2 separate regions of the Zea mays genome follow, and region 1 is linked to region 2. Evidence: chromatin contacts called from public Hi-C data. All regions are on one chromosome and are shown on one strand. The core of a region is the stretch at or near the end of the contact, and the rest is flanking DNA. Distances in the headings are between cores, read along the strand shown.

What was found. A called contact is a pair of places that touch in the nucleus more often than the background predicts.
Region 1: a contact with region 2 is called in a Hi-C map of root tip, with 2.8 times the contacts expected there. The contact joins the promoter of LOC100384382 here to the promoter of LOC103629180 in region 2. A contact is called at or near these places in 5 of 25 Hi-C or Micro-C datasets (bundle sheath, endosperm, leaf and 2 more).

Annotation. Positions count from the first base shown.
Region 1 is chr6:34,616,031-34,618,730 of Zm-B73-REFERENCE-NAM-5.0, reverse strand. It overlaps LOC100384382, which reads right to left and starts at 1,366. Exons shown (of 5, transcript NM_001362355.1): 1 at 928-1,366; 2 at 1-152. The coding sequence starts at 22.
Region 2 is chr6:34,419,383-34,422,082 of Zm-B73-REFERENCE-NAM-5.0, reverse strand. LOC103629180 (putative serine/threonine-protein kinase-like protein CCR3) reads left to right here and starts at 1,355. Exons shown (of 1, transcript XM_008650353.4): 1 at 1,355-2,700. The coding sequence starts at 1,854.

The DNA.
Region 1 (2,700 bases), core at 117-2,616, 200 kb before region 2:
GATCCGGCGGCGGCGGAGGCATCCACGTCGCCGTTGTCGTCGTCGTCCCAGCGGCGGCTGTACGAGGCTTCGGCCGCCGCCGCAAATCGCATGCGCGCGGCGAAGCCAACTCTGGGGAGTCTCTGACCTCCTGCTCCTAACCCGTAAGAAACCTACACAGAGGCGCACGCACGGAGTCAGAGGGAACCACGCGCCCGTCAGGTTAAGGAAGCCCAGATTGCCGGCCGCGGCGAGACGGATTCATGAGCTCAGGACTCACGGTTTCCAACCGGAGGCGGCACCAGGTTTGACAGGCAAGAGCGCCCAGCCCCTTGAGGACACGTAGACGCGGCGTGGGCGGGGCAGCAGCCGGCCGCCTGCCGGCGAGGAAGAGCCGCGGAACAAAAAGAGAAGCGGCGATACGAAGCGCCCCGGCGGCGCGGGCAGGCGCTCCCAGGGTCGAAAGCAGCGGAGGCAGGGCGGGCAGGTCACGGCGCACGCTGATCTGCGCCCGCGCCGGGGGTCGTCGGCGGTGCGTCTGGGGCCCTCTGGGGAGCGTAGAGAGGTGGAAGAGGTGAGCGGGAGGCTGGAGAGGTGAGGCCGTGAGGGAGGAAGAGGGAGAGGGAGAGAGGACAAGGAAATGGGAGAGGAAACGGAGGCCGCGCCAACGTGAGCCGATAAAGCGGATGCGCCCGGCCGGGCCTGAGCCCGATTTGATGCGCGCCCCTCACGTCCGCGGCCCCCCGTAGGGCGTAGAGAGAGAGAGAACCGGGAGGGGGAAAAGAAATAAATTCCGGGATTTCGCCCATTTAATAACAGGCTGTTTTCTTTTATTTATTTGTTTCATTTATTTATTCGGTGACCAAAAAAAGGCGGAACACGGAAAGGACGGAACACGGAAAGGATAAGCGAGATTGGCAACGCAGCAAGCAAGGCAAAACTTCCTACCTGGCCCGGCGAGTTACCGCTTCTGCCCCCGGCCCACCACGGGATTCACGAGAACGCCAGCCCCCGACCGACGGCCAGGATGGCAGGTGCCGTAACGGAAGCGAACTCCCAGAGGCAGTCCGCGGCGGGCAGGGCACCGCCTCGCGCCTGCCGTCCCCACGGAAGACGAGGCCGAAGCCGGTGCCGCCGGCGAGCCCCACGATCTGCGCTGCTTGTCGGCCCGGCGAGCGCGGCCATTCGCGACGCCGGAGCAGCCCCGGCGGCTGCTGATCCGCGCCGGGCGATCGTCGTCTGGGAGCGGATCGATCGCAGCGCGGCGGAGCAGAATTGAGCGACGAGGGGGGAGGCGCCGGGATCTGGTGGGTAGCGAGCGAGGCGAGCAGAAGCCATCGCAGATCTGGTCGTGGTAAACGAAGCGAGCAACATCCGTCGCCAAGAGCCGAAGAGGCTGCTCCGATCTGCTTCCGGCAGCAGCGCGGGCCGATATGCGAGGAGGTTATGGTAATGCTTGCGCTGCATGGGTTGGGGGATTTCGGTGGCGCTGGCGTCGGGCGTGTTTTGGGGTGGCCGGAGAGGAGGGATCCGGGCCGCTTGGTGAGGAGACGGACGGCTTGGATCGGCCCTGGGAACAGGTCGAAAAGCAATCATGGCACGATTACTGACGGGTCGGGGCGGGTGAAAGTGTATGGTCCACAGGCTGCGCTGCGCGCTCAGGGAACCCGGCTGACAGCTGTGGTGGACTAATAATATCTACACCAGATTTTTTTTATTATACTCCTTATCTTACTCCATATTTCAAAATCTTATCTCCAAACAATACATCTATAGTAAAAATATGGGAAATTTGGATACATACCATTAAAAGATCACCACTTTGGATCCATACCATTACTATCTCACTTACATGTGGATCCACATGAGTCAATGACATGTGGGTCCATGGTATATATCTAAAGTTTGGATCTTTTAATGGTATAGATCCAATTGTTCCTAAAAATATTGTTAAACATACGTACGACATGCTGAAGTTGGTCTAAGACCATCTCCATGAGTTCTAAAATATAGCTCTAGAAATCGAAATAAGACTGTAGTTAAAATATTTTAGACATCAAAAAAATTACTCCAGCAGATATTTAGAAAATAAATCTTGTTATTAGAAAATAAATAATTGTAGATTAAGAAAAAATAAGGATATGACTTCAATATATAAGGTACTATATTTAAGACTCCAGAGACCGAAACATATAATAGTTTGATGAATTTTAATAAAATAGGATCAATATTGGTGTCGTTTTATGTTTCCGGGGCTTATATTTTAAAATACAACATTGTTTAGGGCCCTCTTCAAAACGCTCTAATGTTCATTTTTAATAAAAAAAAGTTGTGGGTTTTTCTTTAGTTTTTTGTTTATGTGTTGACATTATTTTAATTAACCATACCATGTCAACACTTGTAGAGTTGTTTTAGATATAGTGGTTATGCAGAATTTTTGTATCACCGCCTAAAAATTCGGGCGAAGGGGGAAAGACCGCCCTCGCGGAATTATATTAAGAAGAGACATAAACATAACCTCGGCCGAGAAAATCCCCCGTCACTAGTGGGCTGTCACCACCCACTCTACAACTGCTCAGTCGGAGGATGACGCGCATGACGTAACTCGAGAGCGGGTGGGACACAGCGAGGAGAGTTTTTAACCAAGCCCAAAAATCGTCCCGAGAGGGGTCGAACCCAAGGCCTTGGAGGTGCTACTCGAAAGCATTAACCATTACACTA
Region 2 (2,700 bases), core at 106-2,605:
TTTATACAATAAAGTAATAATATTTAAGTTATCAAATATATGCCATAAGATTCTCCATTAAATATGTTTCCATACTGTTACGAAATAAAATAGGCACAAAGATTTACGTGGAAAAAATCCTCTCCAATATGGAGGAGCAAACAACCACGAGAAAACATATCCACTATCAATCGTAGAGTACAAGGTACATGGAGGACCTATATTTATAGACGTATAGGAAAGCATATTGCAAGGCATATTCCAAATATATAAAAGGAAATTAGAGGCATATTCTAACAAATCTCCCCATTGACTCTAAATCCATAGAACTGTTTCCCAAACACCACTAGGATGCTACATTTAAATATCAACCAAGTCTAAGAAATATCCCCTTGACTCTAAATCCATAAAACTGTTTCTTTTCAATTTTTGGAACAAAACAGACATCGATAAGTTTCTTAATACTGTCATCATGAACTTGGATATAAATAGAGCCGATTCTAATAATCTCACACGTGGATCCATCTCCAATAACAACCTTACCAGCATGAGACTGAACATAATCAGAAAACCAATCTCTATGCGAACAAATATGAAAAGTACAAGCGGAATCGACAACCCAAGAAGAGCACTTTGGGGTACTGAGAAATATGATAAGTATTTTTTCTGCAATAACGACAATAAAGGTTGGATTTATTATTTCTAGATCCCCGAACAATTAAACCTTCACCTTCTGACATGCAAATAGTGTAAAGATGCTCCTTGAGACATAGCTTGTTTGCAAGACTCTTGGACATATACAACTCCTCCAATTTTTTTCCACAATGTTGCTGAGGATTTTTCATGCATTACTTCACGTAGAACATCAAAAGATAAACTGAGTTGTATGACGGACAAAACTCTTTCATCAATATCTTGCCACTTATCATCAATGCAGGTCGCGTATGCAACGCCTTTTGAACAACCAACTTGGTAAGAACAACCTTCATCTGAATCTGTCAAATAGCAAAACTAATTTTGTCATCAAACTTCGAAATATCAAATTTAGTCGACATAATGCGACAAATAGTAAAACCCGGCGGCGGCGACTACAACGTGGATAAAAACAATATGTCTAACCCTACCTCCGATACTCTACCTCCGATACCACTTGTTAGGAAATAAAATAGACATAAAAGATTTACGTGGAAAAATCTCCTCTAATATGAAGGGGCAAACAACCACGAGGAAATAAATCAACTATCAACAGTAAAAGTTACAAGAAGGGTCTATATTTATAGGTGCATATGAAAGCATATTCCAAAGTATATTCTTAATATATAAAAGGAATCAGGAGCATATTTCAACACATACTATATTGTCATAAAACTTTATGATTCTCGCCATAATTTTGGTTATACTTTTAAAACTTTGATTCTTTAAGAATCTTAGAATAACTTATATTTTATATTTTAAGATGTAGCAAGTATCGACAAATCTAGGAACACGCGTTTGAATGAGATAATAGTAGTAGACTATACATTCGTTACCAACAACAATGTTGGCTGCAACTGCAATGTAGATACTTGTTGGCGGGAGAAGACGACAGCCGTAAACTACGAAGAGAAACGCGCGTACCACTGGCACTAGATGCCCGCCGGATCGCGGTTGGAACTTGGAATGGAGTAGAGGCGGAGACGGCGTCCAGCTCCCTCACCCGCCCGCGTCCTTCTTCAATTCAACAGCACTCGCCACGCATCCGCATCCGCTCCACCTTTTTCTTCCGCGCGCTTTTGCTCCATTTCCCTCACCCTCCCTGCCCCGTCTCCACGCCACGCCACGCGGATGTCGGCGGTCGCCGCCGGGGCGCGCTTCTCCTCCTCCTGCTCCACCCGATGACCCCGCGGCCGCGCCTCCTCCTCCTCCTCCTCCCGCTGCTCCAGCCCCTCGCCCTCCTCCTCGCCATTGCCGTGCCAGCCGCCTGCGCCGCGTCCACGCTCGCCGTCTCGGCGTCCTCCGCCTCCCCGACCGTCTGCGGGGTCGCCGAGCTCAGCGGCACAGTCCACTGCGCGGCGCTCCAGGGCGCCTCCATCTCCAACGCCTCGAGCGGCCCCGTCGCGCCGTCCGCCATCGCGTTCGCGGAGCTCTCCGCGGGGCGGGGCTTCGTGTGCGGCCTGCAGGCGGGGGGCGCCGCGCTCTTCTGCTGGCCGTCCACGCCGGCGCCGCGCTGGGGGCAGCTCCGCCGGCTGTACGACGGGCCCGCCCCGCTCGCGGACCTCGCCGCCGGCGCCGACCACGTCGCGGCCTACGACGCCTCCGGCTCCGGCTCCGGGACCGTCCTGTGGTGGCGCGGCGGCGGCCGCTTCCCCGCGCGTGCCGACGGCGCGTTCCGCTCCCTCGTCTCCGGCGACGGCTTCTCCTGCGCCGTCGAGGCCAGCGCGCCCGCGGCCGTCCGCTGCTGGGGCCCGCGGGGCGGCGCGGTGCAGGCGGGCCTCGCCAACGCGTCCGCCGCGCCGTGCCTCGCGGCCGGGGGCGATCGCGCCTGCGCCGTCCTGGCCTCCGGCACCGCGCTCTGCTCCGGTGCCCCCGCGGCCAACGCCTCCGCCGCCGCGCCGCCGGGGGACCTCTTCGGCTACGGCCTCGCCGTCGGCGACTCCCACGCTTGCGCGCTCCGTCGGCCCTACCACACCGCCGTCTGCTGGAGCCTCGGCGGGCCCACCACCACCCTGTACGAGCCGGCCC